3 separate regions of the Mus musculus genome follow, and regions 1 and 3 are each linked to region 2. Evidence: chromatin contacts called from public promoter capture Hi-C data. All regions are on one chromosome and are shown on one strand. Each heading gives the region's core, a stretch centred on a gene start, on an enhancer-like site or on the middle of the called end of the contact. The rest is flanking DNA. Distances are from core to core; before and after follow the strand shown.

Region 1 (3,594 bases), core at 100-2,599, 560 kb before region 2:
TTTTTAAATGGGGTCCATGGTCTTTGACCTGTGTAGTTGGAAGTAGGGGTTGTGCTCTACTGAAGCCTAGCACCTTGCTAACTTAAAGCGAAGGTGGGATAGTCAATTGCCAAACAGCTAGGGAAGCCAGTACTCTGAGACCGGAGTCACTGATGCCAATTCCTTCAACTCTTTCCTACCCATATGACGAAGCCCAGGCCTTCCCAGCCCCTTCCATTTCTGCAGCCTCATATCCAAAACCATATCTCCAGGCTTGTGGACCAGTTTTGCACTGTCCTGTGTCTGGCCCTTGCCTCTCTTTGCCCAAGCCCTAGAAACCCTAGCTAACTCAACTCACAGAAGCACAGATTACCTGGCTGGGCGGGAGGAGCACCAGAGTCTGCTAAGCACCTGCATTCGAACCTCCACCAGGTTGGCTACGACCTCTTTCTGTTCGACCATAAGGCTACTCGTGTACCTGGACTGCTTTCCTTATTACAGACATTGAACTGTGAGAGCACTGTCTTCCCACACTTTTCTCGCTGAGATTCTTGGCAAGTTAACTTCGTTGGGCCTTCAGCTTTTCTTTTGTATGAAATAATAACTATAATAGTTACTACCCCACAGGTTTGCAGTGCAGACAAAATCATGCCTAAACCGGGCTGAGTGCAGCGCCAGCCTGGCTGGACAAATACGAGCAGTCCTCGCGTGCCGCCTGAGGAGGGTTGGGCACATAGTGGGTGCTCACTGTCTACAGAATCGACGTCGGACACCTCCCAGGTGCCACCAGGCCGCTGGGGGGAGCTGGGAGAGGGAAGCACCGGCCCGGCGCTGAGGAAGGAGCCCGGCCCGGGGACGCGCAGACCGGGAACTTGGCGCAGGTCGGCCTCCCGGGCGCGGACGGCCGTTCCCTGCGCTCGGCTCCACCCGGTCCGGTAGGCCCCGGAGGACCTCGCGGCCGCCCGCCGCAGCCACAGGACCCGCAGGCCCGGTCTGGCCCGGAAGCCCTCCTGGGGCCTGCGGCACAGTGTGCTGGGCCCCGGCCTTCCGGGGCCCGAGGCCGCGCAGGCCAAGCGCGCGGGCCGCCCTTACCGGAGCCGCGGCCGCCTCGGCCATGGCCCTGCGCTGTCCTGCTCGGCGCGAAGGAAGTCGACGCCGCGGCGCGCGGCCCCACGCAGGCCCGGCTGCCGGGTCCTCTCCGCCGGCAGCGCCGCCCGGGCCTGCCGCTACCTTCCCCGCCGCGCTCCTCGCAGGCCGGCCTGCTGCCGCTCCGCCCGCAGCCGCACCGCCGCCGTCAGCGCCCGGCCGCTCCACACTGCATCCTGGGAGCCGGTGCCGCGGCCAGGCCGACGAAGGCCCGTGAGGCTTCCTGGAGGCAGCGCGGCGGCACAGCTCCACCTGCAGCTCGAGCGGCGAACGGCAGCGCCGGCACCCGCTTGCCGCCGCGCTTGGCCCCGCCCTCCTCACGAGGCCCCGCCTCGGCCCGACCTCCGACCACGCCCCCGCATATCGCCACGCCCCCCGCGGCGCCAGTGCTCACCAGCGATGTGCCACCTGGTTTGGCGGTATAAAACTTGGGGGTACGGCCTCGGCAGGCAGTGCGCACCCCGGCACGGTCACTTCCGCAGCTGTCCAGCTGTAGCACGCCTATTTTTGCCTTGAAATGGAATGAATGCTTCCAACAATAGAAATATGGCTTGATAAGTCACAGTAGGTTCTCTGTAGGATTATGTATGTGTGTTATAATAAACATTTTAATGACACAAAAAATGTGGGGTTTCTATAGTATGTATACTATAATAAACATTTTAATGACATGAAAAATGGGTTAAAATGCCATCGTTTAAAATCTTTTTGAATGCAGTTGGAGATACAGTTCAACGGCTAAAAGTACTTGCTGTTCTTGCAGAGGGCTGGGTTTCAGTTCCCAGCATCTCACCACAAGCTGTAGTTACCGCAGATCCAACGCCCTCTTGTGATATATCAGGTAAGCGTGGAAAGATGTTGAACGAGAGTAGTCCGGAACTACTTCATTTTGGCGTTAAAATGCGTAACAAATGTATAACAAGATGTGTGTTATCATGTGTATTATTCATGTTCATACAGTGTTCATATAAAAGGTTATGTCTAACAAAGTTTAGGTAGGTTTGGAAGCATGTCCATTAACGTAGTGCCAGTAGACCCCAGACCCCTAATTTTTTTCAATTCATATTTTTGTTTTTTAATAACAAGGAAAGGAAGAAAAAAGTCAAAATGTAAAATTTCTCCAGAAGCCTAGTGTGGAGCCCCGTGTGGCAAAGAAGATGTATTGCCATTCAGAATTGCCTTCCATGCCACCCCCTAGCAGGAGCCTGCAAGACCAGTGCCTGAGATCTTTTTGTTGTTGCCATTCGTTATTTATTTTATGATTTACTTTTATTTTTGATTATGTATATGCACACATATGTATGCAAATATGTGTACGCGTGTGCAGGAGGTCAGGGGTCTCAGGTTCTGGGAGCAACCTGGGAACTGAAGTTTTGTTCTTACTCTTAATAACTGACCCTCCTTCCCCAGCTCCCTGACTGTGCTGGCTAACTTTATGTTAACACAAGCTATAGTCATTTGAGAGAGGGGAATCCTTTTTTTAAAAAATATTTTTATTAGGTATTTTCCCTCAATTAAATTTCCAATGCTATCCCAAAAGTCCCCCATACCCACCCACTCCCACTTTTTGGCCCTGGCGTTCCCCTGTACTGGGGCATATAAAGTTTGCATGTCCAATGGGCCTCTCTTTCCACTGATGGCCGACTAGGCCATCTTTTGATACATATGCAGCTAGAGTCAAGAGCTCCGGGGTACTGGTTAGTTCATAATGTTGTTGCACCTATAGGGTTGCAGAACCCCTTAGCTCCTTGGATACGTTCTCTAGCTCCTCCACTGGGGGCCCTGTGATCCATCCAATAGCTGACTGTGAGCACATCCACTTATGTGTTTGCTAGGCCCCAGCATAGTCTCACAAGAGACAGCTATATCGGGGTCCTTTCAGCAAAATCTTGCTAGTGTATGCAATGGTGTCATCGTTTGGAGGCTGATTATGGGATGGATCCCTGGATATGGCAGTCTCTAGATGGTCCATCTTTTTGTCTCAGCTCCAAATTTTGTCTCTGTAACTCCTTCCATGGGTGTTTTGTTCCCAATTCTAAGAAGGGGCAAAGTGTCCACACTTTGGTCTTCGTTCTTCTTGAGTTTCATGTGTTTTGCAAATTGTATCTTATAGAGAGAGGGGAATCCTAACTGAGAAAAACAAATGCCTCCATGGCCTTGACATCAGCACCAACCTTCAGGTTTCTGCCCTGCTTGTGTTCCTGAACTACTTTCTTCAATGGTGAATGATGCTTTGAAGTGTAAGGAGGAGAAACCCTTTCTTCCCCCAAGTTCTTCTCATGGTGTGTTGCATTGTGGCAAGAGAAACCCTAAGTCACGGACTGAGATCTTAACACTTCCTTTATCCTCTCCTCAGCCTGCGTGGTCTGTAGGGGTGTGAGAAGGGATGGAGCCATTAGAATACATCCTTCTTATTGTGTAAAAATTGAATTTACCCTGGGGACTGCCCTGGGTGAGCACTTATTCTTA
Region 2 (3,670 bases), core at 875-3,374:
CAGGGTGAACATCATAGCCACATGCTCTGCTCCTGCCATTCTCAAAAGCAGCACTGAGCACCAGGACAGGAACAGGAGCGGGCAGAAAAGGAGATCTTCAGAGCACTCCAGAAAACTTTCCCTGAATGTCTTCACACCACACACCAAAAGCGAGAAACCTCCCAGGGGGAAACGTAGCTCCTGACCCTTCCAGATTACAGTGCGCTATCATCCTCCTCACTCACAGGTTCCATCAAATGTAGCCTCCGCTACTGTCTGTCAACTGCAGAAGGGAAGTGGGGGTTTCCACAGCACATATTCTCCCTTGCTCCCACGGCTCGCCAACATACCACGGTGCTCACACCCCATAGGTAGTTTCACTGTGGCAGGCTCCGCGGCTTCCCTGACTTGAGACTGTGGGATCCTTGCAAATGTTCCCTCTTCTTTTTTGTTTGTGTTTGGAGACATAGTTTCACTATGTAGCTCCGGCTGGCCTGGACCTCACAGAGCTTCACCTGCCTCTGCCTCCCAAGTGCTGGTCTTAAAGTGCGTGACGCACAGATTAGCCTCTGTGTCTAACACAATTCATGGCCGTCGTAGACTCCTCCTTGCATGACCGCATCTTTCTCCTTATGCAATTTCTGTTAGTTTATAGTCCCACTTTGTCCTGTCCCTACTGAGAGCTAGGAGAGTCAGCAGGGACCTTTCAGGTTCTCATTTGCTCCATGTGTCGTTACACACGGCCACTAGAGGGCAGGAGACCCCATCCTTCCTTAGAGCCAAACCAGAAAGGCCGCAGAGCAAAATCATTCAGCAAACCAATCGTCGACCTGCTAAGTCACGAAGAAGTTGTGAGAAGCTTTAATTTCACTTTAAGCACTCTTCCAAAGCTTATTATTTCATTTAGGACGCCTGCCCTTCCCCCCGACCCGCCCCCAAGTCCATGGCTTCTCAGTTTTGGAGCAGCAAGAGCTTGCTAGCCCTTAGCTCAGCCTCACAGGCACCTGTATATCCTAGTCTATAGTTTTCACCTCAACATTTTAATTAGATGGTATTCTATGCACTGACCTGGTGCCCAGGGGAGGTGGGGACTGTTCTATGAGTGGACCTTCTTTATTAAGGTGAGGTGAGTGAATGGGAGGGGGAGGGGGATAGGGCAGTTTTCTTTGCCAGTGTATGAGTCTGTATGTGCCCTGTTCCCCAAATCCTTCAGGATCCTTATAGCATAAGCACACGTCACTTTAGACTTCTAACAAGGAAACCATGCTGTTCTCAGTGTGCCCCTTGCTTAGGAAGTACAGATCAGATTAGGTCGCTGGGACACAGTGAGTTCTGTGAGTCATATGAAAACTCAGGTTCAAACATTTCTGTGTTTTGCTAGCTGGGGGAAAGCTTTTTCTCATCTATGAGGGAGCACTTTATTCTGGGAGAAAGCAAATGGTTCCTTTGTAGTTTTATCTACATTGTGTGATCAGTCCAGGCTGAGGGAGACGGTGGTGGGGATGAGCCAAGAGGAAAGTCTGCTGGGTTTTACTCCCAAACTGACTTCATCAAAAACTTCCGATTTTGGTCTTTGCAAAGAATAGACCTGATCTAGTTTGCTTTTCTGTTGCTGCGATAAACATCAAGACCAAAAGCAACTTGAGGAGGAAAAGGTTGATTTCAGTCTACAAGTGATAATCTGCAGGAGAGAGGCCAGGGCAGGAGCTCCAGGCAGGAACCTGGAGACAGGAGCTAAAGCCGAGACCATGAAGGAATGCTGCTTACCTTTCCCTCTGGCTTGCTCAGCTGCCTTTCTTACACAGCTCGGGCCACCTGCCGAGGGATGACACAGGCCACCCTGACGGACTCTAATATAAATCAGCAATTAAGAAAATGGCTCTCAGGCATGGCCACAGGCCAGTCTGTTATAGGCAATCATTCAGTCGTGTTTTTTTTGTTTTTTTTTTTTTTCTACCCAGATGACTCTAGGTCTGTGTTACATTCATAGCTGAAGCTTACTAGGACAAGACCCAAGTAGGCCTTTCTGTTACCATCTTTGTCTGTAGCAGTGTGAATGACTGTGCTCCCACAGCCACATGGTGGCACCCAAGGGCATCTCCAGAAGACCTGTGCCTTTGTGTTCACACCGGCCCCTCCCTAAGCCCCTTCCGTGTTCATCCTATGTGCTCTGAGCTCCTTCTCAGGCTCTACTGATGTAAGACATGCTTCTAGAAACCTCTTTCTTCCTAGAAACATTTGGAAATCCTCCTGCCAGGGAGACTGGGGTGGCCTGGTAAATCTTTAACTCTCCTTGTGTGGCTCTTGGCCCTCTTTAGGATTTGCTTCCACTGACCTGAGGGCAGAGATGGCGACTTCATCCCACCAAGGAGCAGCTGCAGGAAGCCAGGCAGAGCACAGAAGCTGTGAAGCATCAGTAGGACAGGGGGAAAGACCGAGGTATGTTTCAGAGGTGTGTGTGTGTGTGGGGGGGGTCTATTATAGCTTGGGGGGGGGTGATAAGTTTAGACTGTGGAAGGCAGTCTGCCCTGTGTTGGGTTGGATTTCAAGAGCTGGAATTATGTCACTCCAACCAGATCCAGTAGGGATGTACCGTATTTTTCCCAAGAAAGAATGTGGAACAGCTGCCTGCCAGGAGGTCTGTGGGGAAAGGCTTCACACCTAAGGAGGAAGAAGAGGACAGAAGTGTGGCAGACAGGGAGGTTCAAGATCCAGCAGGGAGTGTCTCAGGGGTTGGACTCCCAGAAGGAAGTCACTGGTTGTCACTGGGACTGTTGGTCTCCTGGAGAAGCAGATGGCAGTATCTATGTCCTATATTCTCTCTTCGAACAATTTCCAGTCCTTTCACAGAAAGATCCAGTTAGTCATGTATTGAAGGAAGTCTTGAGTTTATGTACATTTAATCCAAACTGGCCCTCACCTGCTAACTCCTTTTCTTATGCTGACTGACTCACTGTCTAGGACTAAACGTCTTCCCCCGCTGGGCTCTGGAGGCCTCTCTGATCTCTTTTCTCTGGGACCACTTGCACCTTGATGTGGGATGAATCACAGAAGCTCCTTCCAATGGTTGAACTCGTGGTACCCTTGGGCAATATCCAGGGAAGACAGAGCGGGACTCACAGACTTACTCACTCAACTGCCAGGATAGGGTGATGATTGTCTTTTGGTGGAAACATTTTGCTCTTTGTAGCCAAGACCTCTGTGCTAACAAAGTGTAAGATCTTGGGGACTGGAAGCAAAGATTTTGCTGAGGTCAAGTAGTGTCGTTCCCATTTGATTTTTACCCATGAATTGCTGACCCATGAATCCTGCTATAGAGAGATGGCACTGTATACTTTGATATTACCAGACCCATGTATAGTCCCTATCCATGTTACTGTGGCCACTGTGATGAGATTGTTGGCTGATGATCAGGTGACTGGGGAAGAGGATGACTGGCACCAACAGAATGGGTCACCCTGTCAGCTTGATGATCAAGCTCTTCCTTTGCTGAGGTCAGTTTTTGATGGGCATTCAGAAGTTCTCTTGCTTGTCTTCCTCGCAGTCCTTCCAGACACCTCTTCCAGACCGATTTCCCAGCCATGTTGTTTCCAAATCCACACCATCCAGCCAAATGGTTGGCTGGAGCCCATGGGTTGGTAATAGTTGCACATCTGACCATTTCTTCTTTTAGTGTAATGAACAAGGTGCG
Region 3 (3,370 bases), core at 120-2,619, 690 kb before region 2:
AGCCACCACCTGGCTGTCCACATGCAGACTCATTCCTGAGGCTAAACAATCCTGCATTTCCTCTTGCTTTCTGTCCTCCAGGGAAGTCCAGCCCTGCAAGGGCCCAGCTCTGAACAGGACAGGACCTGCACTGTCTCAGGGCCTTTCCCTTGTGCCTGCCAAGTGGTGGAAGTTCCTTCACTTTCCAGCTGAGTTGGTACTTTAGGGGCCCTTCAAAAGCACAAGCTCCAGACCAGGAATTTGAGGTGATAGTGTCATGCCTCAAAGTCATGAGAGCGGGTGCTTCATGTGCCTCTTTGTCACAGCACCTTGGGGACAGCCTTGTGGAGCTTCTGGAGCTGGGTGATGGATTCCAATTCTGATAGTTTGCTCTCTTGTTTGGCACTCAGACACCAGAGCACATGAAGGCTCCCAGGTGCCTTCATCCCTGGCTGTGCTATTGCTAAAGTCCTGCAGACTCTGTAGCCACTCAGAAGTCCTGCACAGACGAGGCAGAGGGTGACACTGCCGTCATTCCCAGGGTAGGGGTATGACTGGCAAGACTGTGGCATGCAGCCATGGTTCTGGACGTTACTTGCCTGCACACCCAACCGTTGTTTAGGCCCTGCAAGCAAGACAGCAGTTGTCAGTAAGCGCTCAGACTGAACGTGGACAGTATAGCTGCCCCAAACTTAATCCTCCGCTGCAAGCACTCATGTTGCTGTTCTGGGGGTTCCTAGGCCTCTCTTCTAATGCTTTAGATGTTCTCTGGAAAACAAGTATTCATATTTGAAGCACAAATCCAAGTGCTGGGGTGGGGGAAGAGGCGCTGTATAATCCTGGCTCGCCTTGGGCTTGCAGTGAATTTTTTTCCCCTACCTCTATCTACCTACTAGGATTTCCTTGCTTGTGCCATTATGCACAACTGGGCTTACTGCATTTAACCTGAAATTCAATAGGACAGGTTAAAGAGTATTTTGAGTTAAGAATGAACAAAGGCTGCATGGTTGCCTGAGCTCAAAGACGTTGGATCCCAGATTCTGATGACTTATTTTGTAAAACAAAGATATGGTTGGGTTGGTTACAAGGCCCTAAGAACCATGGAGGTGGAAATATTAACTTAATCGGTGCTCTATAAATACACTGGAAAATGTAGCTGCGTGTTTGTGGCCTAGTTTGTTCTGGGGAGTCTCAACATGTGACCCTAGTGGTTGGCGTGGCTCTACAGCTCAAAGGTGAACGGAGCTCAACACCTAGTGCTCACACCTGCGGGGCTGAGACGAAACGCTAGCGAACGCTATGCAGCTTGTGCTCCCAGCTAGCCAATAGAGTCTGGCTTCTCTACCGTCAGGGGCGGAACCTCCAGGGCTAGCCAATGGGGAGCCGCCTTGTGGAGGGTGTGGCCTGCGTTTCTGCCGCGGGAGCAGCGAGGACGTCTAGGTCTCAAACTGCCAACTGCGTCCAAGACGACCATCCTGATTCTGTATCGTGAGGCCAGGAAGGGCCGCCTGTAGGGGACACAGCGGCTACAACAAGACGAAGCAGAATCGCGCGCAGCCATGACTGAGGCGGCCGCTGCACCGGTAAGGGTGGCCCTTACCGATCATGTGGGGGATGTGAAGCGGTTCCTGAATTCGCCGGGAGGACATCTTACCACCTCCTAAAATTGGGTAGAGCTCAGCCAGGTAGTCAGGGAGGAGGACTAGGAGGTCTGTTGCCACATGATTAAGTCCTTGTCTCCTTTGCCACGGGTTTGATCATTTGTAATATACGGCCGTTGAGCTTCACCAGGAAATATCTGGGCCCGGTGCACCGGCTGCGGTCGTTTTTACTCCACGACTCCTTTTTTCCAGGACCTCTTTGCTCCATCTCGCAAGTATTAGCCATCTCCGATCAAATCCCGAGCTAAGGCCCCCTCCAGTTAGCCCTCTTGGTCCTGGGACCTAGAATCTAGCTCCTGCCTAGGAGGGAGGGTTCCACGGCCTTTCGGGCCTGAATTCGATTCTATTAAGAGTAGATACATACTTCCTCGCTTGTTGTTTTTTGATGAACACCGGGAAGACTTTCCTACTGCAACTAGTTAGGGAATCAGTGTTATAGAAAACGTTGGGTAGGCGTGTTTTAGGTTCAGGTGAGTGAACTACTGAGATGAGATTTACAGTCCCTGAAGGTAGGAGGCATCTCCTGCTAGCAATAGCTTTGCAGTGACTTCAAAGACATTTCTTGGTGTTAGATTTGTGGCAAAGGATCCCAGAGAGACGAAGATATTTGACCTTTATGTGTGAAGACTGCCTCCTCCCAACCACATTTTGTTGTATGGGTCAGTGGTCACAGACCTCAGGATGGAGTGAGGAAGAGAGAAGTTTCTAGTGACAAGTATCTTACTGTGTGGGACACTTTGCTGTGTCTTTTTTATGGAAGATATCTTGGGGGAAGTTTAATGTCACAAAATTGTATTCGTTACAGTCTTTGGTTTAGAACATATAACACATTCTGACCAATAGTCAGGAACCTTCATGTTTATTGGTAATACAATATATAATAAATGTCATACACCCTGAGTGCTTTTTCTGTTTGACCACCTTAGAGATAGAGGGAAGTTCCAGGATTTATCTGTAGTCCCCACAGCTCCGCATTTTATTTACAGTTATGCATGGTGACATTACCCCCCTTCTTTTGACTAAGATGCTGGCTTTCAGCTTTCTCTGCCACTGCCTACTGGCATCTAAGATCTAGCTTCCAGTAAAGTGACTGTTCAGGGCACTGTAGTGACTGTTCGGGGCTGTTTGTTGAGGTGTCTCAGTCACAGAGACCTAGTGTCCAACTTGAAACAAGCTGAGGTTACCTGAGAGGAATGAATCTCAATTGAGAAAATGCTTCCATAAGATCTAGCTGTATGGCAAGCTCGTAGGGCATTCTCTTAATTAGTATTTGGTGTGAGAGAACCCAGTTCATTGTGGGTGACCCACACCTTGGCTGGTGGTCCTGGGGTAAGAAAGCAAACTGAGAAAGCCATGAGGATCAAGCCAGTAAGCAGCACTCCTCCATGGCCTCTGTATCAGCAACTGCCTCCAGGTTCCTGGCCTGTTAGGTTCCTGCTCTGACTTCCTTTAGTGATACATAGTGATCTGTGTCGTGTAAGTGTGAATATAAACCCTTTCCTCCCCAAGTTGTTTTTGGTCATAGTGATTCATCAAAGCAATAGAAACTCTAAGGCACCTAGTAGCGGGTTAGGAATTCTTGCAGTGCTAGTTGAGTCTCTGGGCCCTTAAGAGACCACCAAAGAAGGAAAAGCTGGTCTCATTTTAGGGGAAGCTGCTCTAAGAGGTAGTGAAGGTGCAGGTGGTGGCCTTTAATCCCAGCACTCAGAGGCTGGTGGGTCTCTGAGATT

What was found. Promoter capture Hi-C pulls out the DNA fragments that hold promoters and counts their contacts.
Region 1: a promoter capture Hi-C map of neural stem cells shows a contact between it and region 2. The contact joins the promoter of Zfp746 here to the promoter of Gimap8 in region 2. A contact is called at or near these places in 20 of 39 promoter capture datasets (the 3T3-L1 cell line, 3T3-L1-derived adipocytes, the C10 cell line and 13 more), 1 of 15 datasets of contacts at CTCF or cohesin (pro-B cells), 16 of 484 Hi-C or Micro-C datasets (the 63-12 cell line, B cells, CD8 T cells and 9 more), 1 of 115 datasets of contacts at active chromatin or transcription factors (memory CD8 T cells) and 1 of 9 other capture datasets (embryonic stem cells).
Region 3: a contact with region 2 is called in a promoter capture Hi-C map of neural stem cells. The contact joins the promoter of Zfp956 here to the promoter of Gimap8 in region 2. A contact is called at or near these places in 1 of 39 promoter capture datasets (neural stem cells) and 1 of 115 datasets of contacts at active chromatin or transcription factors (memory CD8 T cells).

What each region holds. Positions count from the first base shown.
Region 1 is chr6:48,085,244-48,088,837 of GRCm38.p6, forward strand. Zfp746 (zinc finger protein 746) reads right to left here and starts at 1,350. Exons shown (of 7, transcript NM_001163475.1): 1 at 1,072-1,350. The coding sequence starts at 1,095.
Region 2 is chr6:48,645,110-48,648,779 of GRCm38.p6, forward strand. Gimap8 (GTPase, IMAP family member 8) reads left to right here and starts at 2,125. Exons shown (of 6, transcript NM_001077410.1): 1 at 2,125-2,176; 2 at 2,298-2,418. The coding sequence starts at 2,327.
Region 3 is chr6:47,952,021-47,955,390 of GRCm38.p6, forward strand. It overlaps Zfp956 (zinc finger protein 956), which reads left to right and starts at 1,370. Exons shown (of 5, transcript NM_178898.4): 1 at 1,370-1,562. The coding sequence starts at 1,539. Zfp783 (zinc finger protein 783) reads left to right here. Exons shown (of 6, transcript NR_027963.1): 6 at 1-2,529.